2 separate regions of the Hordeum vulgare genome follow, and region 1 is linked to region 2. A link is a contact called in public Hi-C data. All regions are on one chromosome and are shown on one strand. Each heading gives the region's core, a stretch centred on a gene start, on an enhancer-like site or on the middle of the called end of the contact. The rest is flanking DNA. Distances are from core to core; before and after follow the strand shown.

Region 1 (6,801 bases), core at 600-3,099, 170 kb after region 2:
CGATCACACCTACCATGTGTTCGATGAAACATTCGAGAGGTGCTTATTTTTTCCTTTTGCCTCATTTTCTCCAGTGATCTTCGCTTCAAATTTGGAGCACTTGTTTGAGCTTCGGTCGTTCAATTTGGTAGCCAAAGTGTGCACTCACCGTATAATGAATGTTGGCTGAGAGTGCGGTGGATTTTAGTGCTCCCCTTGGCGATTTCGATATGCCTCACATGGAGGTGGAGGCGGAGGTGGATCAAGGTAATGGCGGTGGTGATGAAGTGCAAGTGATTGAGGAGGCCGAGTATGATGCTAGGGCGGGAAGAATCGGAAACTACATGGAGACGGAGGATGTGTGCTTGATTCAAGCATGGGAGAGTGTCCCACTTGACGATGTGGTGAGAAATGATCGAAGCCATGGAAACTATTGGCAAAGGATGGAGAACAAGTACCACCAAATCATATAGTACCCATCTGGTCGGACCTTGAAATCACTTCAAGGTCGTTGTAATATCATCAACAAAACTTGTGGTCATTGGAGTAGGTGCTTGGAGCAAGTGCAAAATGCACCTCCAAGTGGCGTCACTATTGATGATTACCTGAGTGTTTCTTCATTTCTTTGGCTTTGGTAGGGTTGATAAGAGTTTGTGCTCAGACTTGTCTCAATGTCAATGTGTAGAATCCCATCGCACCAATGAATATTTCAAGCAAACTGCGGGCTCCAACGGCCGGTTATTCACTCTTCATCATTGTTGGCGATGGCTCGGGGATAGTGAGAAGTGGAGGGTGAGGGATAAGGAAGCTCCTCCAAAGAAAGGTGCCTTCCTCAAACTGGAATATGAAGATGATGATAGTGATGATGCAACAAGAAGAGGAAGAAACAAGGGCGAACAGATGGAAACAAGAAGCAGAAAGCAAGAGTGAAGAGTGTGGTCGAGGCAACCACTTTGAGATATCAAATTGGTGAGATGGCAAAGATGAAAGAGACCATGTTAACCAAGCATTGGGATGCTAAAGTGGCCATGGATGAGAAGAAAGAGAAGCACAAATAGGAGAAATGGGAGAAGAGGTCTACCTTCGAGAAGCGTAAGTTCGCCCTAGAGGAGCAAAAGAGGAAGGACAAGAGGACCACTAAGGAGGACCGGTTCATTATGATGAATCCTTAGGGCATGGATGCAATGACAAGAGAATGGTGGTGGTGCTCGTTCTTCGATCCAAGTTGTTGAAGATGCTGGTGCTCATTCTCCAGTCAAGGTGCATGATGGTAATGGAGGTGTTAGGACCGATGGTGATGGTGACGATCTTCACAACAAGGAGGATGTTGCTCGGTTTCCCCTTAGCTGGTGGTCATTTGATCATGCTTTATTTTGTTTCATCACGCAAACTTGCCACCTCATATGTTGCGCATGATTTTCGATGTGATGAACTACAATGATGGTGAAGTAATGATGTATATACACATATCATGTATTCAACCGCAACCACTTGTCAATTGTTCTATTATTTTATTTTTGCGATATCGTGTGGTCTTCGACGCAGAAAAGATCTTGTAAACTCAACCCGCAAAACATTTGCGTGGCGAGTTTATGGTATCTTTTCCTATCGGAGGCCTCGCCGTACCGCAGAAAGTACGTTCATAAATGTTTTTTTACGGGTGGCGGGTTTTCCAGGTCTAGCTAGAGATGCTCTCAGAAGTTTCATGCAGTAAAAATCGGCCCTGGAAACATGCTCCAAAAAATCCGAACAAATCTTTGAGAAATCCAGGTGAAATTCAATCGAGTTTATTTATACATACACTCCTACCAAGGAGAAAAAAGGAAAGGTAAACGGGGAAAACGCGGTTGCAGGTTGCGAGTTGCGACCCGCAACGAGACGAGCCGAGACCCGAACCCGCTGACGCCACCCCTCTTCTTCTTTGGCTGGCCCGCCCCCCTCCCTCTCCCCCTCTCTCTTCCCCTCCACGCTCCGCCCCCCGCGTCTCCGGCGAGAGCTCAGGCCGCGGCCCCGTCGACCCGCGCACCTTCTCCGGGAGAGCGCCTCCTCCACGGGAACAGCGGCCTCGCGGAAGCTCCCTTCTCCGCTCCTTCCAAGGTCAGAACAGATCAGAGCAAGGCCCCCCCGCTCCTTTTCATTTTCGTCGGCGATTCTTGGGTGCTAGTGAGATTCCCAAGGTTTGCTCCGGCATGATTCGAGAGAAGATTGGTTCCTCCGGGTGAAATTTCTTTAAGCCTGTAGGTATCCAGGGGGAGGAATCGGCTTGCTTAGAACGGGAAGAGGGCTTGTCTGTGGCTCAAGATTTCAGTACTAATTCGTGTGCTGTTAATGGCGTCCGTTCGTTTGAGGATTGTGAGAAGTAACTTCTGTTCCTCGTCGATGAATTTGCAGGTCTGCGGCGTCGGATTGGCCTTCAGCTCGAAGATCTCGATTTTGTTTCCAAACAAGGAAGGGCTCCTGGTCACAAATCTCGATCTGTGGATTGGTGGGCAGAAAGGCTCACCTTTTATGGGGCAACCCCGTGAGAAACCCGTGCCATGACTGGGGCGTCAGGGGAGGAGAGGCAGTAGGAGGAGGAGGTACAGCAGGAGGCAGGAGAAGAAGAGCAGGCAAGGATAGGAAGGACCAAGGAAAAGGAGAGGAGGGAGCTCTCCATGGGAGGAGAGCCCCTCCTCACCTCCCTCTCCATGGAGAACAGCAACAGCCATCCCTGCACCCTCCTCTCCATGGACCCCGCGGGGTCGCACCCGGCCTCGGCCGACTCCTCCGGCGGCGGGGGCGGCGTTAACGGGGTTGGCGCCAGTGCTGACAGGGAACTCTTCATCATTCCGCGGCACGAGTCTGTGCGTCAAGGCCCGCCGGACATTAACGTCCCGCTGTCAGCAGACCCCTCCCCGCCGCCTGTGTTGTGGAGCCTTGACACATTTGACATTTTCGATGTCGGCCTTGGCACGCACACTCATGAGTCTGAGGTTGCGCTGACACTTCCAAAGGCGACTGGCAACGGCAGTGCCGCGGTCGGCGTTGGCGCGAGGAAGTGCGCTAAGAGGGGTGACAGCATTTGGGGAGCTTGGTTCTTCTTCAATCACTACTTCAGGCCTGCACTTGTGGAGAAGGCAAAGGAGAAGGTGACGCGGGACGCATCTGGGAGCATCTCCGGCTTTGACAAGTCCGATCTCCGCCTTGATGTCTTCCTGGTGCAGCATGACATGGAGAACTTGTACATGTGGGTTTTTAAGGAACGGCCTGACAATGCCCTTGGGAAGATGCAGCTCCGGAGTTTCATGAATGGGCATTCCAAGCACGGGGAGCCATCTTTTCCCTTCAGTGCGGACAAGGGCTTTTCAAGGTCGCACCGCATGCAGCGAAAGCACTACCGTGGTCTGTCCAACCCACAGTGCCTTCATGGCATTGAGATTGTGAATTCACCAAACTTGACAGCAGTTCCTGAGGCTGACATGAAGAGGTGGGCTGAACTTACAGGAAGGGAGCTTAATTTCTCAATACCATCTGAAGCCAGTGACTTTGAGTCATGGAGGAATCTTCCAAGCACTGATTTTGAGCTTGATAGGCCACAGCCAGCAGCATCAAAGAGTGTCGCACATACCTCTCATAATAATAATAATCACAAGAAGGCACTGAATGGTTCAGGTCTGAACCTATCTACACCGCCGTCATCAGATGATGGGATGGACCTTTCACCAAAGTGCCACAAACGTCGCAAGGACTTCTTTGGTCATGGCGTAGAAGAGGATTGTGTGATGGCCAATAATTCCTGTTCCGACAGAGAGCAAGAGGTAGAAGTACACACCGGTGAGCCGTCGTGGATGCACGACTTCACTGGCGTGGCAAAGCACGCAAGTGGGCCTGTTACTGCTGCCAAGACGATATACGAGGATGATGAAGGCTACCTGATCATGGTGAGCATGCTCTTATCCGATCCACACAGCGTGAAGGTCACCTGGAGGAACACATTGACGCACGGCGTCGTGAAGATAACATGTGTGAGCACCGCCCGCATGCCCTTCGTCAAGAGGCACGACAGGACCTTCAAGCTGACCGACCCTTCCCCTGAGCACTGCCCTCCCGGTGAGTTCGTGAGGGAAATACCTCTGGCCACAAGGATTCCAGAGAACGCAAGGATCGAGGCGTATTACGACGAGACCGGTACTGGGCTGGAGATCATGGTCCCGAAGCACCGTGTCGGGCCGGAGGAGCATGAAGTTCAGGTTTGCATGAGGCCCCCGCATCTTGGCGACAATGATCTCATTTTATCATAATAGAACAGGAAAGAAAGCAATTTAGCTTCTTACTAGGTCATCCGGTGTCATGCCATGAGACACCGGAACATAGCAGCAAAGCTATCATCATGTCCAACTTATTTGTCTCCCTTAGGCGGAAAATTACCTCCTCCCCTGTTAATTCCCCTCTGTACTTTCTTTCTACACAGGTGTTACATCACTACATTGGTGGTGATCCCCTTGACTATTCCTTTCTGTGAAACATGGCAAAGCTAATAGTAGTATATATTCTGTCCCTGTATATTCCGAGGATCGGGTTCATAATAATGTGGACAGCTACTACTAATGAGCAGAGTCTGTCGACATCGCTGTTGTACTCAATCAATGGTCCTAGGCATCTTAGCATGTATCGGACTGTATAGGTATGACCTGGATCGCTCTCGGCATAAATGGGAACTTAAGATTCTCGGTTTCATTCTTACTTGGGCGATGCTGTGTGAGCAAAGAAGAAGGTGTTTGCACATGTTTGCAGTACAATGGTATATTTGCCGAGACTTGATAGAGTATCTTTCTTGACTGACATGTGTCTGAAATATTAGTGATGATCAGAGCTCAGTCTTTTTTTCTCCCATTTTTTTGGTGAGAAAGAGCTCAGTTTCCACAGCAGTAACAAAATTTCGCCGTTTGTGGCGCAACTCAGGATGCATTTCTCGGTTTATCCTGACTTGTGGGTGATCTCTGGGTTGATGTAATAGCAGTATTCCCCCACATTTGCACTGCAAGGATACATATTCCCCTTGACTACTCCTTTCTGTGAAACATGATAGGATCGGATTCATAATAATGCGGACAGCTACTTCTCATGAGTAGAGTCTGTCGATATCTCGCTGTTATAGTCATTGCCCTGGGCATCTTAGCATACTCGTATGTATTGTGCATCTGTGCTGTATACGACCCGGATCGCTCTCTCGGCATAAATGGGGACCCGATATTCTGTCTACCTGAATCTGTTCCCATGCCTCGTTTATTCATGATGCTGAACCAATGGTGTTCAGAGTCTCGTTGTCAGTCACATCTCTGGTGCTGAACCTTCAGGGCCCGGTTTCCACAGCGGTGATACTGAATCTCGGGATTTCTGGCTCGCTCCCCCCGGTTGCGTTTCTGGGCTCATCTGGTTCATGTGGTTCTTCTGGGTGGAGCTACGTAAGCATTTCTGGGCTCGGTTATTTCGGGTTAAATAAGCTGGGTTTTCACAGCGGCAACAGCAGTGGTAGATCTCATCCTGGTTCCTAGGCGATGCCGTGCGAGCAAAGAAGGAACATATTTCTACATAATAATCTTCTGCCTGTGTATATTCTGAGGGTCATTTTATTTTATTTTATTTTGCGAGGGGAGGATCAGGTTAATGTCAACAGCTACTACCCATGAGCAGAGCCTGTTGATGTCCCCATTTGATTCTTGTATAAGCAACATCTTATTAACTAGGCATCTTGGCGCACCATGATGCTGCTTTCGGCATAAGAGATGAAAATCTGCTTATGTGGCCTGGATTTGTGCTTCTCGGGTTTTCTATTACTGGTGAGGCCCTGTTTGGATTCGGTGTAAATATATACACCCGGATTTATTCTACAGGTGTACATTACCGGTCGCTTTATAATTTCTGCCTGGATTGAAAACGATGGTTGTAGGTCTGTATTTATTACAGAGGCATTTTGAAGCAAACCGGTAATCCAAACGGGGCCTGATGAGCGTCTGAATTACCGATGATTAGAGCTCAGTTTTCACAGCTGTAATACTGCAGCACTCCATCCGATCCAAAATAAGTGTCATGGTTTTAGTTTAAAGTCGAAGGCTTCGAATATGGTCTTTTTTCTGGACTCATACATGTGGCAGGCAGCGAGCCATGCTGCTTCACCATTTCACCGGTTGCACGCAGCCGGTGATGGTGTAGGGTGACCGTCTCTGTCTCCTCTGTGTCCTGTTTGTGGCCAAGCACCAGCGGCGGCGAAGCAACTACTACTGATGATGTGAACAAGTTGCCTGTCCCTTCTGAAGAATAAAACTTAGTTTCCCGGCAAAAAAAAAGGAAAAAATAAAGTTTTCATATCACCTCGTATGACAGACACGGACATAAAAATCAACTTGCTAGTGCGCCCTCTCTAGGTTTTCATGTCACCTCGTATGACAGAAGAACAAGGTGAAAATCAGTAGGGTTTCTGTCAGCTGGATTTTATTTTATTTTTTGCTGTCAGCCGGGCACTTGCGCACGAGAGAAATGCGTTGCACATTTGCTGCTAGTGCAGGTGCACGCACAGAGGTGCCGATCAAGTCAGGGTTACCTTTTTCCCCAACGGCTGAAGTGAATCGAGCCAGCGAGTGGGGGGCAGGACGAAGCCACTTGGAAACAGAAGTGGCGTTGACGTGTTACCCTCCCGACGGGTCGCGTGCTGCTTCAGTTACACGGTTGAAACACACGCCCGGCTATGGTACGTGCGCCAAGCGCCAACCCTCCTTCTTCCTCCTCCTCCTGGTCGTCGACGACACGGCGTGCGTGTTCGTAATATTTCCCAACGTGTAGGTT
Region 2 (6,092 bases), core at 470-2,969:
TTCTTATGGTGGGATGAACATGTAGATAAAGGGTCCAGTTGGAAGAAGAGGCACATCATCTATAACCGTTGTTGTACAGGGGCATGACTTTGTTGAAGTAAACAACAATTCGATTATTTATTTATCTCCACAGAATTAATAGGAGTGGGACAAACAATAATACTATGAGGAATTTCCAAATAGTATTTCATTCGACAACACAATGCCAGCAAAAAATCTCGACCCTAATTCAGCCAATCCTGCAACAAAGGAAATACAAAACAAATCAGAATACACATCAAAATATGCTTCCATCTGTATCTAAACTCAGTATGGTTCACACTAACAATCTTTTGTTTGATCTACACCAGGAACTAATTAATCACCATTTTCATTAATTAGTAGATGTTTCTTTTGCATAATCTATGGTGTTGAGAGTTCACCATAGAACAGATAGATGTGAACATACTGAGCGCAAGATCTGGAAGGAAGAGAAGAGATCAACATCAAACCAGACAAGTTAGGGAAAACAAAATTAAGGTGGCCGGAAGGGTCAGAGGCACGGTATCATCCGGATCAGGAGCAGGCGGATCCAGACGATGAGCTTGGTGAGGTGGAGATCGGCGGGTGGTGGCATGGCACCGTCCAACCTCTACCTCGCGGCGGATCGATTGACGCCCCGAAGGCCAATTCTGGCGGTGGCGCAGCCGGGCAAGTCTCTTGTTTCCCTGGGCGTCGTAGATGGAGGAACGGCGGCATGTCAGGAGGGGAGGAGGCGCTACACAAAGGACAAAGAGGAGAGGAGAAACCAAGGACAGAGAGGAGAGGAGCTCTACAGCAGCGATGAGGATAAGAGGCGACAGGAACATACTTTGAAAAGTGAGGGGAGCAACGAGGACAGCGGCGGTGCCGCCAATGGTTCGTATCCTGGGTCGAGAAGGGATGGTACTGATGAGGCGGCCGCTTAGACCAATCGTCACATGCCCACGGGAACCACGCAAAGTCCGTATGCTTCCTAATGGGCTGGTTCCTTTGACCCAGTTAACCAGAAACCATCGATTTTTCTCTCGGAGTAGCGTCCCTCAGGACAGTAGGCCCAGGAAACGTCAATGGCGCACAAAACAAATCTAACGGCCATAAATTGTCTGATCGAGAGGATAGACGGCCAGAAACTCAAATCGTTGAGAAGGCTCGCTTTAGGTTCAGTTTTACTGTCCTTAATTTGCTACATCAGTCATTTTTTGTTGTTGCAACCGTATTGTTTTTTGCTACAACCGTTGACATGGGCGAGTTGCAACCATTATACAATTTTGCTACATTTGTCGTTCTGTTTTGTTGCAACCGTATTGTTTTTTACAAGGGTTGCAACCATGAGCGCACATTGCTACATCCACGGAGGTTAGAAACGCACAGAAGACGACATAGGTGAGGGCGACGAGGACGGCGACAGGCGGCGACCGACCTGTGAAGGGCGGCCAGCGGTGAGAAGGTGAGGCGAGGCGGTCGGCGCGTGCTGGGGCATCGGTGCATGCGAGGCGGGCTTCTCTCATTTCCCCGTGCGAGAGGTTGAAGATAGGAGGGATGAGGACGACGGGATATGACGTCTCGGAGGGGCTAAATCTGACGGCTGAAACTCGACCGACCCAACGGTTGGACCGGCGCGCGAGCGCAGATTGCTTCGATACCCGCGCTCGAAAAACAAAAACATGGTGTAGTGCGGCACGGTCGGAAACCGGACGCAAGTGGGACCGCCATCTCGTCCCCATCTCCCAAAGTCCCAAGCGCGTCAGGATTCGTGCTCCCGTACCGGCCCCGACGAATCGGCGGCGACGCGGAGGCCGTCACTTCTCCTTCCACGGCGGCGACCGGCCGGAGATGGGGGACCAGGAGGCGGAGGAGGCGGCGGCCGGGTTCGCGCGCGCGCGCCACGCGGCGTTCCTGGAGATGATGTCGTCCGAGCTCCCCGACGGCTACGCCACGCAGGAGGTCAACCACCTCACCCTCGCCTACTTCGCCGTCGCCGGCCTCTCCCTCCTCCGGGAGCTCCACCGGGTAAGCCGAAGCCGAGATCCACCCCGTTGACCGCCCTCTGGGCACGTACTCCATCCACGCTTGCTACCAATTGCGCGGAATTCTAGGGAATTTCCTGAGTGATCTGTCCTGTTCTAGATGTGGCTGTTGTCTCTGTTCGTAGCTTTGGATCTCGCGTGGGTGTAGTGATTATACTAGGCCATTGCATGCTTTGTGCTGAGTTTATTCAAAATTCGCCAAGCACGCGCACACACATCACTAGGTTTCTGCGCTACGACGTAAAAGAAAAGGGTGGCAAATTTTTGAAAAAATTGGTTGCGGCGACTGAAATTAAGCTGCCCTGTATTTATTTCTGAACCGAATTGCAAGGATGTGCACAGGTTCAAGTATTATCACTCAGGGCTTAAAAAAGTCGCTCCACGTATTTATAACATACTAATCCATCGTCGAACAGTACAGACTTTTCAAGGCAATTCGCCATCGAACAGTCAGGCCTGGTCTGCTTCAGAACGAGGGATGCTTGTGCACAGCTATTAAAAGTATGAAAAAAATTACTCGATGTGTTCCTAGGGATAGGTTTGAGTAGCATTCATAAGCGCTGAATGCAATTATCAGGATTATGGGGACACGTAGCGCAGTTCGCAGATCAACGTCGTGGAATGCTTGTAACAGCAACTGCTAGCTGCAAGGCTTAAGCATTTGAGTCCACTAAGACTTTAACTCCCAAAGTAGTTAGAGGTTAGCGAGGTTATTGGATGCAGACCTGCCTGACAACTAGATGTCATTACTAACTTCATCAAGGTTTGGTGTCTGGTGATAAGAGCAAAGGGGCCCAGATGATGTTTATGCTGGGTTGTAGCAACAAAGTGGCACTGGTGCCCGTAATTTTGGTTATTTGGTCTAAGCCCCATAGGATTTTAGCTGAATTATTCATGCTGTTGGGAGCCGTCTAGTTGGTTGACAATTAAGGTTATCCTTCTTAATGTTGATTGCTTGTGTGAACACATGATAATAGCTTTCCCAGTTTATCGATCAGCATACTTTCCCTCTGGTAAATTGCATAAACCAGATGGAAACATCAAAGACGTTTTACATGTTCCGAGCCTTTAAAGGAAAAGCTATCTGCCAGCATTCACTTTAAGGACTTGAAGTTCTTTTAGAATGATCAACCATGTTAGGTTGCTAGTTGAACTGTTTATTGGGGAAATTTCAGTTTACCTATGCACCTTGACCATTCAGGAAGAAGTAATGTAGCAATAATTTGTGTACCTATCTTTTTTTTTTTAGGTTAACAAGGATCAAATTGCCAAATGGGTTTTGTCGTTTCAAGTACACCCTGAGGCAAACGACGACTTACATAATGGTAAGAAGACTCTTCTGATGGATATAATTCGTATTTCTAGATGCCATGTTTATTACATAACAGTTAACTCGTTTGTAGGGCAATTTTTTGGATTCTGTGGCTCTAGAACAACTAAATTTCCCTCAAATTTGGTGAAGGTATGTGTGATTAATGCTTGGCTCGACCTTTTCTCATCATATGAGTCCACATATTTTGCCATTTCATTTATTTATTGTGACAGTTCCATATACTGACCTGTGCTCTGTTTCAGGACCCTTGCCATAATGGTAGCCATCTAGCAAGCACTTATTCTGCTCTTGCTATATTGAAGATTGTAGGTTATGATGTACTAAACCTTGATAGCAAGGTTCTTCTAGCGTCGATGAAAAAACTCCAGCAATCAGATGGAAGGTATGCGTTTAACTTTGGTCTCCATGGTACTTATACTGTTAGACTTCAAAATTTACCTGGGAAGTGTCTTAAGTATTTCCATCTACTACCTGCATTAACATTATGCCTAGAAATATTTTCTAGGAAAGAATCACCGGAATAGTTTCTCCTAGTCACGTACCTCACATGCTGTTTTACGATTTTCGTAGCGCCCCATGGTTGGTTCACAGTCCACATCCTTCATTATAGTTCTGTTTCAGGAACATATGCATTAATTGTAGGCCTTTTCATTTACCATGCGCTATTTCATCTGCATGAACTTAAACCATGTACTCTCATTGCAACAAACTTTACACCGGTAAACACCACTTTTCCGGTGTGTATTTGTACTAGAATGTTCAGGTGCTGTACTGTTATGATCCTCCGAAATGCTTGCAATTAGTCTAGAGCTTCTCTTCTCATTTTGCTTTGTTTCCTGTTTTACTTGTCAACTCAGAAGGCTTTGATTTCGTGCACCTGGCATTCAATACATTTTGGTTATTAGCTAACTTGACATTCATCCTTTTATAGCTTCATGCCTACTCATATTGGTGCGGAAACAGACCTACGCTTTGTATACTGTGCAGGTGAGGAGCACTGTTCTTTGTATATGATAATAATAGGGGTTTTAAATATAATTTAATGCATTTGAGCTCTGTTCTCAGCTGCGATCTGCTCAATGCTGAAAGACTGGTCAGGAATGGACAAGGAAAAGGCCAAGGAATACATCCTTAATTGTCAGGTTGGCTTGGCACCGTAGTTTTCAGTGATGTAAGAGTGTTCTGCACCATGCTATTTGTCTTTCCTGATTCTTATTTCTACTGCATGCAGTCATATGACGGTGGCTTTGGCATGGTTCCCGGTTCAGAATCTCATGGTAGGCAGTGCATTTCTTTACATGGTTATTTTATGGAGGTTATTCTTTAGAGTTTTAATTGTGTATGACAACTAAGTTAGGTTGTTTTGCGATTTGGTTATGGATTCTCATTGTATGACTTTGTGTTAGTGAGCCAGGTGGGGGAACTTTCTGTGCTGTTGCGGCCCTATATCTAATGGGTTTCATTCAAGTCGATTTGGCATCGAACTTACGAGAGTCTGCGCCGATCGACGTACAATTGCTATTGGAGTGGTGTCTTCAGGTCAAATTTCTGCTTATAATTATCTCCCTGAAACGAGCAACAGTAGAATAAGTAATAGAAGGTGAATTGTTGGTAATTGTCTTTATACCTTACTAACGCATTGCACTATCATTATATAGAGGCAAGCAGCAGACGGGGGGTTTCAGGGCAGAAGAAACAAGCCAAGCGATACATGCTATGCTTTCTGGTTAGCACATTAAACAACAACAGTCTGTATACTGCTATTTGGCTGAGAAGCAAAAGCCGGTAGCAGCAACCTTGATAAAAATCTGTTTGCTGCCCATTTGACTCATCTTCATTCAGGATCGGAGGCGTGTTGAAGATGATTGGCGCCTACCACTTGATCGACCACGCCGCTCTGCGGGAGTTTCTGCTCACCTGCCAGACACGTGTAATTATCCCAAACCAAAGCCTTTATCGACAACTCGTTCCGAGATTTCAACAAGATAATATAAAACCTTAAATCAAGTTTTCAAACAGGTCTACATCCACGCTCCTTTCCTGACTCGTTTTCTTCTTCTGATTATTTGCTTGGACGACACAGTACGGAGGCTTCTCGAAGTTCCCCGACGACGGGCTCCCGGACATCTACCATTCGTACTACGGGCTCGCTGCCCTCTCGTTGCTGGGTGAGGAGAAGGAGGTCGAGCCGCTCTGCGCCGAGCTGGGGATCATCGCCGCTGCGCTGTAGCTAGCCGAGGCACCGATCCGATCTTCCCCGTTGTACCCTCCTTGTAACTCACAGTTTCTCTGCGACCAACGGATGCTGTAAGACCGATCCACCATTACAGCGTGCGGCTGAAAACATGGAAGCGATTTTTTTGCATGAGGTTTCTTGATTGATCCGTGCTTTAGGCGTGTTTTGTTATTTTTCGGTTGCGACGGGCCTGATTTGCCCAGACAGTCGTGCTCTATTCCCAAGTTTGTTGCGTTGGCTGAGCTGTTGGGTCTGCTCGAAAGCTACTGATCACGGCGCGGGGAACGAAGATCTTGTGCCTGGATTTGAGTTGGTGTTTGAAAATTGCGTGCGCGATGAAGAAATGGCGCGTGTGACGGGGAAGCAAGCTGGATTCGGGCGGCGGGCGGGCGGTTGGGTAGACGTGGGCAGCTGCAGCGGCGTTAACTGCCACGAGCAGCTGCCCACCACGAGCTCTCTCACTCGCTCGCTCGTC

The links. A called contact is a pair of places that touch in the nucleus more often than the background predicts.
Region 1: a contact with region 2 is called in a Hi-C map of seedling, with 2.0 times the contacts expected there. The contact joins the promoter of LOC123442701 here to the promoter of LOC123442696 in region 2. A contact is called at or near these places in 2 of 6 Hi-C or Micro-C datasets (leaf and seedling).

Annotation. Positions count from the first base shown.
Region 1 is chr3H:24,901,760-24,908,560 of MorexV3_pseudomolecules_assembly, forward strand. It overlaps LOC123442701, which reads left to right and starts at 1,850. Exons shown (of 2, transcript XM_045118818.1): 1 at 1,850-2,076; 2 at 2,371-4,521. The coding sequence starts at 2,634. The coding sequence ends at 4,259.
Region 2 is chr3H:24,729,307-24,735,398 of MorexV3_pseudomolecules_assembly, forward strand. It overlaps LOC123442696 (geranylgeranyl transferase type-1 subunit beta), which reads left to right and starts at 1,720. Exons shown (of 11, transcript XM_045118813.1): 1 at 1,720-2,031; 2 at 3,298-3,373; 3 at 3,452-3,510; 4 at 3,624-3,763; 5 at 4,313-4,368; 6 at 4,447-4,523; 7 at 4,613-4,658; 8 at 4,796-4,920; 9 at 5,040-5,107; 10 at 5,224-5,311; 11 at 5,465-5,746. The coding sequence starts at 1,855. The coding sequence ends at 5,611.